3 separate regions of the Mus musculus genome follow, and all the other regions are linked to region 1. A link is a contact called in public Hi-C data. All regions are on one chromosome and are shown on one strand. The core of a region is the stretch at or near the end of the contact, and the rest is flanking DNA. Distances in the headings are between cores, read along the strand shown. Region 1 overlaps Fbxl13 (F-box and leucine-rich repeat protein 13). Region 2 overlaps Gsap (gamma-secretase activating protein). Region 3 overlaps Gsap (gamma-secretase activating protein).

Region 1 (3,578 bases), core at 571-3,070:
TTGATGGAACTAGACCTAAAACTGCATATTTCCCAGATAAGTTCAAATTGTATTTCTCAAATCATTAGTCTCAGCTTTCCCTCCAAAATATTAGGCAGTCTGCATGCATAAGTTTGAATTCATTTTAAAACTAACACATTCCAAAATTAAGACTTAACTCAATATTTTTTTTGTTCAAGTTCCCAAGAACTAGTTAGCCAGAGATGTCATCAAGTTAAATGCTATTTTTAACGACTTTAAGGCTCTTTTTGTTTTGTTTAATTTTTGTTTTTGAGATAGGCTAACCTGGATACTCACTATGTAGAAGAGGCTGACCTCAAACTCACTATGTAGAAGAGGCTGGCCTCAAACTCACTATGTAAAAGAGGCTGGCCTCAAACTCACCATGTAAAATAGGCTGGCCTCAAACTCACCATGTAGAAGAGGCTGGCCTCAAACTCACTATGTAGAAGAGGCTGGCCTCAAACTCAGAGATCTGTCTATCTCCAACTCCTAGGATCAAAAGTATGTGGCACCGTGCCCAGCTAATAAATGATTTAAAAAGTAACTTTGCAACGCATTCATTTCATTGAATAACATTAGCAAACCCAGATGTTTAACATGTTAGTGTCAAAAATTCATTCCCAACTTTCCACTATTATGTAAATCTACCCTCTTATTACCTGCCATTTTAACAAACATCCAATTCATAATTTACTTCATTGGGAAAATTCTGAGACTATCTCTAAAAATACATCATGCTTAGTGTTGTTTTAAGATTTAGAAGCCTTACATTATCCTGTGGGGATTTAGTGACTTTTTAAGTTAGCCTAAAACTGAGGATTTTCATTATAATATTTTCATACATATACATCATTAGACATTTTTTTCTTTGTATTTTTCTTAACAATTTAACTTTTATTTTTATGCATATGTGGTGGTTTGAATAGGAATGACCCCTCGAGGCACATTATTTGAATGCTTGGTCATTAGAGAGTAGCATTGTTAATAGGCGTGTCCTTGTTGGAGTAGGTGTAACCTGGTTGGAGGAAGAGTGTCACTTGAGGTGGGCTTTGGGATTTCAAATGCTCAAGCTGGGCTCCGTGTCTCTTTTGTCCTGCTGCCTGTTGACCCAGATGCAGAACTCTCAGCTACCTTGCTAGCACATGTCTCCCTGCATGTGAGCATGCTTCCCGCCATAACAATAATGGAATAAAACCTCTAAAATCTATAAACAAGTTCAAATTAAGAGTCACCACGGTCATAGTGTCTCTTTACAGCAACAGAACACTGACTAAGACAGTGTGTGTGGTGTGTGTGTGTGTGTATGTCAACATGCAGGTGCCCGAGGAGGACTGTAATTCCAGCCTGATGTGTGCACTTACATACTGACACACACATACGCATGACACCTGACACCCTCTCTGGCCTCCATGTGTACCCATCACTCGTGGAATATACTCACACAGAAATACACACGCATAGATAATTTTAAAAAGGGGGGCAATGCATTGCAAAGAAAACAATCAACAGTAAAGCACCAATCTCCAGAATGAGAGAAATATTTGCCTCACCTAACAGAAGGCTGGAATGTAATTTATAAAAGGATACTCCCTACACAACAAGTAATCTGATTTTAAATGGACAAACGATCTGAATAAGTACATCTCAAGAGAAGGAATACAGATGGATAAAACTATATGAAAAGTTCTCAGTTGCCAGCAGTCATCGGGAAAATACAAATAAGAACCACAATGAGATGCTGCTGTCTTACCCTTCTGTCAACAATATGCACACATACACCATTTCCTGCTGGGAACGTGGAGAAAAGGGAACTCTTGAACACTGCTGGAAGGTGTGAGTCAGTCCAGTCACAGTGAGGGCAGTATGGCAGTTCCTCATAAAAACATTTACCAGGGCTGCAGAGATCACTCAGTGATTAGGAACACAGAGAATCAAGGTTTGATTTTCACAACCAACACGGTGATGTATGTGTCAACAGTATACTATCACTCAGAAAACCATAAGAATGACCTGACACAGAGAAACTATTAGGGCCAGAGTGATAGACTTCATTACCTAACACTTTAAATTCTCTGACATCGAAATACTCTAGAGGCAAAAGAAATAATGTTAAATGTGATGGGAGGAAATATTCAAATATATTCTAGATAAAAGGTTAATATTGCATATATATACATATATATCACAAGTATAAATTATAATGGAAAGACAGGACATGAGCAGATAATTTTTTTTTAAGATTTATTTATTTATTATATGTAAGTACACTGTAGCTGTCTTCAGACACTCCAGAAGAGGGCGTCAGATCATGTTACAGATGGTTGTGAGCCACCATGTGGTTGCTGGGATTTGAACTTCGAACCTTCGGAAGAGCACCCACTGAGCCATTTCACCAGCCCCTGGCACAGTTATCTTAATGTTATGTAAAAACTGTTTGCCAACACCTCTGATTGGCTAATACAGAGCTGGGCAGGAGAAGAGAATAGGGCAGGGTTTTGGATCATAGTTGGGGGTACTAAAAGAGGAGAAGGAGACCAAGGAGAGAGGGAGTCAAGAGAGGGTGTGGGAAAAGGAGGGACAGAGGGAGGAAGCAGGGGAGGGAGAGACAAGAGAAAGGTGTAGAGAGACCTGGAAGAACCAGGAGGATTCACCATGAGGTTTCCATGAGAGAGCAGCCAGGAAGACACCCATGGACCAGAGTAAGCCAGGACAAGATCTCCACTTGTCTCAGAGCTGGAGGTAGCGGTATGCAGACACTCAGCTTCTTATATAGGTGCTGGGATACAAACCCTCACCCTGGTTGCTCAGCAAGAGCTGCTAATCACTAAGCCATCTCTTCAGCCCTAAATAGGTTAAAAACAGGTTTTTTTTGGGGGGGGGGTGTTGTTGTTGTTGTTCTCTAACTGGATGCATAGACTGGCATTAATAAAACCGCAGCATGTTGGGGCAGACCTTTAATCCCAGTACTCGGAAGGAGGGGGCAGGCACTTTGAGTTCAAGGCCAACCTGGTCTACACAGTGGAACCTTGTCTCAAAAAAGTAAAGAAATGAAATTTCAGGAGGGTGTGGTGGCACACGTTTTTAATCCCAGCACCCAGGAGGCAGAGGCAGGTAGATCTTTGAGCTCAAGGCCAGCCTGGTCTACAAATTGAGTCCAGGAGAGTCGGGGCTCTGTTATACAGAGAAACTTTATCTTAAAAAACCAAAAGATAAACAAAATAAAATTACATGTCAGAAAGGTCTATATGTAAGATATAATGTCAAATATTCATCCTAAGAAAATATTAAGTATTGCTGCTTAAAAAGAAGAGAGAAAATCAGGAGTCTTCTAAGAAGTCTTCTAGAGGGCTCTACTCAAAACCAACTGGAACAGAGGATGGCTCTGCCCCTTAGCAATGTAAAACCATGACCTCAGCCTACATGGTGAGCATGTTCTCTGCTCCACACTTGTCTCTACACCGGTCTTTTCTAAGACAGGGACATGTTCAGTTGCCCAGGCTAGCTCTTAACTCATTCTATAGCCAAAGCTGGCCTTGAATTCAGGATCTTGAATGTTGAGATCACAGGCATAGAAT
Region 2 (3,578 bases), core at 623-3,122, 360 kb before region 1:
ATGTCATCTGTGTGGAAACAGAACCAAATGATTGAAAAATGCTATTCTCATTGTAAAAGGAGCACCTGAACATTTTAAGCTGTAGATAAAATCATAATGGTTAACCCCCAGAGACATGAATGAGGTGGTGAGAACTCACGGTTTGCTGGATTTGGTTAAATCACTATGCCGACTTCTCTGTTTCTAATGTCTCAGCTTCCTCCTATTGGAGTGTGTATGCAGAGCTGGACGACATGGGCATGCTCCTACAATACTCCTCTGTGCTGACTTGGAACACAGTAAGTGACAAAATCTCGGTGCTCACCACTGTGGGAAGGGGGAGATCATTCCTGTTACGGTGACCAGCTTTATAATTTCACTTCTGTTTTGACTGACAAGCAGCTGAAGTGAAATTTCTTGTCAGATGGGTATAAACAACCAGAAAACTCAAAATCTAACTGCTGTAAAATCTGGAGCATTTTAAAGGTTAATATGGTGCCACATATGAAAAATTTATCCTATGTGGTAAAATCCTATATACATACATGCATATATTCTGAAATGCATATGCAAAAGGAGTATTATTGTGTTAGTAAAAGTTGGATGCTTTGGGAACACTCAAAGGCATATTTCTAAAGTGTGTGTGTGTGTTTTGAAAGACATTTCATGTTTAGATTTCTCTTTTCTCACTAAAAGACCTCATGTATATGAAGGATTTCAAAATCTAAAATTTTTTAAAAGCCAAATCTGATTCACTTGTGCCACTAAGCCCCTTGGCCAAGGATGCTCTGTCCGCAGTAACTCTCTTCCATTGGCTGGAAGTATTTACATAAAGCAATAGGCTTGATGTGGCAGACACAGGGTGGCTGTCACTCTTCTGGCAGGCAGAACAGAACCTCAGTGATCATATTTTATAAAAGGACACTTTTACTCCTTCATTCACCAGTTTCAAGTATTTAATAGGTTTTATGAATGAGTAATAGCTAGACCACTGTGGTAATACTTGGTACAGTTTGACTTTTGGGACCCCTTTTCTTGTTTTTTATAAAGATTTATAAAGAAAATTAGGCAACTCAAAAGCTTCAGGGCGAAGCAAAGTGATGCTTCCTGTTGGTCTAGACGCCTTTACGGTAGGCGGTGATGCACTAGAGTGCTGTTCTGTGAGAGGCGGCCTGCAGCACCTGCCTCTTCCCCTTTCAGGTAGATGGTGGAGTAGTGTGCTTGGTCATGAAGCAGGAGGTATATTAAGAAGGTATTCAGAGCATTACATTTAATTTAGGCAACAGACATTGGGAAATACATACTAAATTGTGACACTTTTCACTTTGTATTTTGCTTAAGAGGCATATAAAGAGCATGCTTGTAATTCGGCACTCAGGAGATGCAGGCAGGAAGATCTTCAGGTGGAGGTTAGCCTGGACTACATAGTAGTGAGACCCTGTCTAAAGAAAAAAAAAAAGAGAGAAATATTCAAATGCATTTGATATACTTAAATTTTTTTGTTTTCTTTTTGTTTTAAGACATGGGCTCATATATGCCTGGCCTGCATCAATTGCCTGTGTAGCTGAGGACAATCTTAAATCCCTGATCCATCTGCCCCTCATTCCCAAGTGCTGGGATTGCAAGCGTGTACCGCCGTACACAGTTGTTTGACTAATTTCTAAATTTTTGATACTTATAATAGTAGTGATTTCCCGAAGGCCTTCTCTGCTTGTTTTTTTTGGATTATAGTTAATAGATTTCTTTGCTACGGTGTAAAATTGCAAGGGTAAGACCGGGTTTCTCCTTTTTCTAGGCACCCACTTTGTCTTTCTTTTAGACAACTTAGGACTGTGTGGGCAGAGTGTGGTTCTGTGGCAGGAAGCCAGCAAGTTACACCATCGGGTCAGGAAATACACACCTCAGGGCCCTCTGGGTGTTACCCACTGCTCTTCTGTCCTGTGACTGAGGTGTGGAGAGGCAGAGTTGGGAGCAGTGGTCCCTGGGCAGTGTTCTTACCCGGCTGCTGTGTGAGCCACCATGCCAATGGGCAGAGAATCATTTGTTTATTCCTCAAGACTCTCTGGGGCCCAGGAGACTTTGTGGATATACACATAACGCACCAGGAAGTCCCACAAGAAAATGTAGAGAAACCCACAGTTATAACCTCCACATAGTAGACTTATCTTGGGGTTTACCAAGTGGCTTTAAACCTTTTTGTGGTTGGAATAAGTTCCCTTAAAAGGCTCTGTGCGTTTATATTCGTCTTTAGCAATGATGCAAGTATTACCCTTCTCTAGTCACAATCATCCCTAACACTTGCTACAACAGGAAGCAGCAAGTTCTCACATCCAGATGAAAAGATTGACTTGGATTTTTTTTTTTCTTAAATTTGAGACAAAGAATTTACTATTTAGCTCAGGCTAGCCTAGAAGCCTCTCATTTGGACCACAGATGGCTAGCGCCACACTTACCAGCAACTGAATTTTTAAAATAAAGACTATTGTAAAAAACTAAAACAACAACAAAAACAAATAAACACCAAAAAACCCATACACTGAATTTAATTGAACCCAAAGTCTATACATTTCAATGGCCTTCCATACTGTTAAATAAAATACTAGATAGTATTCTTGCTTGTAGCTAATTCTAAATTGTGCATTATAATTTTAGTTATTTTAAATGTTACTATTGTACATTTGAAAATGCTATTTAGAACTTGCATAAGTTACTTTTTTGTTGTTGTTGTAAAAAAAAAAAACCAAAAACCCACAAGAATTGGTTTAAGAGAGAAGGGGAATTTTCCCACTGTTCTCCCATCCAATCCTTTGAGGCAGAGAAAGCATGGTGGCGACATCTGGCTATACTGCACCCCAGCCAGAAGTTAGGGAGCGATCAGTGCTTCGGCCCCACTGGATTCCATGTCTGTTCAATCAGTACCCACAAGAAAGGGTGATGACTGCATGTAGCGCTGGTCTTCCCACCTCAATCCACCCAGTTAGTTTATGCCTCATAGACCTGTCAGAGGTGAGAATCAATATTAACCACCTTGGGTGGTTGCACATACCTTTAATCTCAATACTGGAGAGGCAGAGCAGGTGGATCTCTGAGTTAGAGGTTAGCCCGGTCTACAGAGTGAATTCCAGGACACAGCCAGGGCTACACAGAGAAACCCTTTCAAAAAAAGAAAAGAAAAAAAAACTAACGACCAAGAAAGAAAACAAAAAAGAAAAACCTAAAACAAAACAAAACTCCAAATCCCCCCAAAACAAAAAACCAAAAGAACCAGACAAACAAACTAGCAAAACAAAAAACAAACAAAAAACCAACCAAACAAACAAACAAACAAACAAAAAAAAACCCCACAAAAAAACAAAACAAAACCAGAACATTTACTTTTCCAAAGCAAGAGACACACTCTTCTATTATTTTTGTACTAGGAAGTTATTTAAAGTAGAGGTCATCACACAGGAAGTGCTGTAACCCCCGAATTACTGATACTAGAGAGACTTCAGTGTTGTACAGTCTGCCTCTGCATTCCCTGCCAGAGGCTCCCATCCTCCCTTGCCCCCAGCGGCAAGCACTACATGCAGAGAGCTGGTTTCTGTGCTGCATCCTCT
Region 3 (3,578 bases), core at 336-2,835, 330 kb before region 1:
CTGAGCTATAAGGGTCACTTATTTTAACCATCATAATACCTCTAGGTCCACTCATTTGTCCTGCATGACAAGATACCGTTTTAAAGCAGAGTAACATTACACTGTTTGTGTATTTTCATTTTATTTACCTGTTTATCAATGGGTGTTTCTATATCTTAGCTATGATGAATTATAGTCTAATGAGCATTAGTGTACAAGTCCCTTTACTATCTTGACTCTCATTCTTTTGGATGTGTAGAATGATTATGGGGTTGTCTTGCTGATCCTATGTTTGGCTTCTGTGAGGTGGCCTGTGCTGTCCCCCACAGTGGTGGGACCATTTCACTGACAGGCAACTGACCATCCACAGTGCACAAGGGCTTCCGTTTCTCCACATTCTCTCCAACACTTACCTCTGCTTTTGTACCCTGAGAGGTGGAAGGTAACATTTCACCATAGTTTTGATTTGCATTTTGCTGATTAGTGATGTTGACTCTGTCTTTCCGTGTAACTCTAAATTAGTCATATTTTCAGGGACTAGAGCTCTGTGTCCGCAGGTTTAATAAGATGTTGTCTTGCTGTTGACTTGTTTTATTATTTTTATGGCCTGGATTTGCAACCTCTCATCAGTTTTCTGCTTTATATGCATTCGCTCCTTTATTCTGTAACTACTTTTAAACTCGGCTACCTTTCTTGCTTTCCTTCACCCTCAGTCCCCTGCACCCCAGTCCCCTGCCCTGTGTAGGCTCAAGTAGCACAGGTAGCTCAGGTAGCTCAGGATGGCATCAAACTTTCGTAGCCAACACTGGCCTTGAACTTCTGATTATCCAAGTTCTGGCATTACACGAGGGTGTTTCCGTACCATACCAGGCTTTTCCTTTTCTATCAAATGCTTATAATTGTTCATGTGACAAGAGAAGAGAGGGCAAAGTGGCACCACTGGTGTGTGTGTGTGTGTGTGTGTGTGTGTGTGTGTGTGTGTTTACAAGGGGTTCATACTAAGCATTTATAAGGGAGATTGCTTTTCAGATCTATGGGACTAGCAAAAATTGAGTTTCATAAGTCAGACATGTAAGTAAAAAAAGGGAGTGAGGAAGTGGCGAGCAGAGTCGTTTGTTTGTTTGTATGATTGTTTTTATGTTTGTTTGGTTTTGTTTGCTTGCTTGTTTGCTGTCATCTCTCTCTCCCTGGCTTCAGCAAGGGCGATATCTCTGAGGACGACGATTAGTGCGATGAAACCGATGGCTAGTTATAGCCACCCACTCTGCTCAGAGCTGACACACAGAGATGAGGCTGTAAATAGGCTACTGCCCTTGATACTGTGCCAATGACGCACACATGAAGGATTGTTGGGGTGTCACCAGGTACCCGACACTGGAGAAGGAATTTTGAACCTGGGAATACGACTCGTGATCTAGTATAAATGCTTTTTCAGGAATAAGTTTTGACTTTATTAGTCTGGGAAAGAATTTCCAAGTCCATGTGAAACTGTGTTGATTAGGTAGTAATACTATAATTTGTTTTGAATTGGGGAACCCAGTGAACTCAATCTGTTTTTAGCCATTTACATCAACTTGAGGACAACATCTGCACGTCATGTGATCCTTGGTGTTGCCAGGAATTATGAGTGACCCAGTGCTCATGACTCATATATTCAGAGAGAAAGTGCCGTGACTTCTCAGAACTCAAACTACAGTTCACTGAGCATAATTTGTTTGACCGTGTACATCCTGAGGACAGGCTGTGATTCTCTGTCATTCCTGCATCCAGTCAGTTGTTGAGCATGTACATGTTATCATGAGACTTTTCCTGTCCTGGCTGGTTTTATGTCAACTTGACATAAGCTGGAGTCATCTGAGAGGAGGGAACCTCAGCTAAAAAATTGCTTCCCTTAGACTAGGGCATGGGCAAGCATGTAGGGTATTTTTTTAAACAATTTTTTATTAGATATTTTCTTCATTTACATTTCAAATGCTATCCTGAAAGTCCCCTATACCCTCCCCTCACTCTGCTCCCCAACCCACCCACTCCCGCTTCCTGGCCCTGGTGTTCGCCTGTACTGGGGAATATAATCTTTGCAAGACCAAGGGCCTCTCCTCCCAATGATGGCCGACTAGGCCATCTTCTGCTACATATGCAGCTAGAGACACGAGCTCTGGGGGTACTGGTTAGTTCATATTGCTGTTCCTTCTATAGGGTTACAGACCCCTTCAGGTCCTTGGGTACATTCTCTAGCTCCTCCATTGGGGGCCCTGTGTTCCATCCAATAGCTGACTGTGAGCATCCACTTCTGTATTTGCCAGGCACTGGCATAGCCTCACAAGAGACAGCTATATCAGGGTTGTGTCAGCAAAATTTTGCTGACATATGCAATAGTGTCTGCGTTTGGTGGCTGATTATGGTTGGATCCCCATATGGGTGGGGCAGTCTCTGGATGGTCCTTCCTTCCATCTCAGCTCCAAACTTTGTCTCTACCATCCAATGGAAAAAGGACAGCATTTTCAACAAATGGTGCTGGCTTACCTGGCGGTTATCATGCAGAAGAATGAGAATTGATCCATTCTTATCTCCCTGTACAAATCTCAAGTCTAAGTGGATCAAGGAATTCCACATAAAACCAGAGACACTGAAACTTATAGAGGAGAAAGTGAGGAAATCCTTGAAGATATGAGCACAGGGGGAAAATTCCTGAACAGAATAGCAATGGCTTGTGCTATAAGATCAAGAATTGACAAATGGGACCTCATAAAATTGCAAAGCTTCTGTAAGGCAAAAGACACCGTCAATAAGACAAAAAGGCCACCAACAGATTGGAAAAGGATCTTTACCAATCCTAAATCAGATATGGGACTAATATCCAATATATACAAAGAACTCAAGAAGATAGACTCCAGAAAATCAAATAAACCCATGAAAAAACTGGGGCACAGAGCTAAACAAAGAATTCTCAACTAAGGAATACCGAATGGCTGAGAAGCACCTGAAAAAATGTTCAACATCCTTAATCATCAGGGAAATGCAAATCAAAACAACCCTGACATTCCACCTCACACCAGTCAGAATGGCTAAGATCAAAAATTCAGGTGACAGCAGATGCTGGCGAGGATGTGGAGAAACAGGAACACTCCTCCATTGTTGGTGGGATTGCTAGCTTGTACAACCACTCTAGAAATCAGTCTGGTGGTTCCTCAGAAAATTGGACATAGTACTACTGGAGGATCCCGCAATACCTCTCCTGGGCATATATCCAGAAGATGTTCCAACCGGTAATAAGGACCCATGCTCTACTATGTTCATAGCAGCCTTATTTATAATAGCCAGAAGCTGGAAAGAACCCAGATGTCCCTCAATAGAGGAATGGATACAGAAAATATGTGGTACATTTACACAATGGAGTACTACTCAGCTATTAAAAACAATGAATTTATGAAATTCTTAGGCAAATGAATGGATCTGGAGGACATCATCCTGAGTGAGGTAACCCAATCACAAAAAGAACTCACATGATATGCACTCACTGATAAGTGGGTATTAGCCTAGAAACTTAGAATACCCAAGATACAATTTGCAAAACACATGAAACTCAAGAAGAAGGAAGA

What was found. Hi-C and Micro-C count contacts between places; a contact is called where the count stands out from the background.
Region 2: a contact with region 1 is called in a Hi-C map of bone marrow-derived macrophages, with 27 read pairs. The contact joins two enhancer-like sites. A contact is called at or near these places in 2 of 15 datasets of contacts at CTCF or cohesin (the NIH/3T3 cell line and large pre-B cells), 4 of 484 Hi-C or Micro-C datasets (bone marrow-derived macrophages, colorectal tumor organoids, embryonic stem cells and 1 more), 3 of 115 datasets of contacts at active chromatin or transcription factors (acute myeloid leukemia, embryonic basal ganglia and embryonic stem cells) and 1 of 9 other capture datasets (liver).
Region 3: a contact with region 1 is called in a Hi-C map of bone marrow-derived macrophages, with 24 read pairs. The contact joins two enhancer-like sites. A contact is called at or near these places in 5 of 484 Hi-C or Micro-C datasets (CD4 T cells, Sertoli cells, bone marrow-derived macrophages and 2 more), 1 of 115 datasets of contacts at active chromatin or transcription factors (embryonic fibroblasts) and 2 of 9 other capture datasets (adipose tissue and liver).

What each region holds. Positions count from the first base shown.
Region 1 is chr5:21,609,366-21,612,943 of GRCm38.p6, forward strand. All of the region lies in intron 7 of Fbxl13 (F-box and leucine-rich repeat protein 13), which reads right to left. It also overlaps the pseudogene Gm8539. Among named protein-coding and RNA genes, the nearest start is that of Fbxl13, 34 kb to the right of the region's middle. Within about 2 kb of position 1,821, at least 5 of the 459 cell types and tissues checked have an H3K27ac peak or open chromatin away from gene starts, as enhancers often do. A contact at or near this core is called in bone marrow-derived macrophages, where this site is marked.
Region 2 is chr5:21,253,764-21,257,341 of GRCm38.p6, forward strand. It overlaps Gsap (gamma-secretase activating protein), which reads left to right. Exons shown (of 31, transcript NM_175437.3): 18 at 196-278. Among named protein-coding and RNA genes, the nearest start is that of Gsap, 69 kb to the left of the region's middle. Within about 2 kb of position 1,873, at least 94 of the 459 cell types and tissues checked have an H3K27ac peak or open chromatin away from gene starts, as enhancers often do. A contact at or near this core is called in bone marrow-derived macrophages, where this site is marked.
Region 3 is chr5:21,282,241-21,285,818 of GRCm38.p6, forward strand. All of the region lies in intron 26 of Gsap (gamma-secretase activating protein), which reads left to right. Among named protein-coding and RNA genes, the nearest start is that of Fgl2, 89 kb to the right of the region's middle. Within about 2 kb of position 1,586, at least 35 of the 459 cell types and tissues checked have an H3K27ac peak or open chromatin away from gene starts, as enhancers often do. A contact at or near this core is called in bone marrow-derived macrophages, where this site is marked.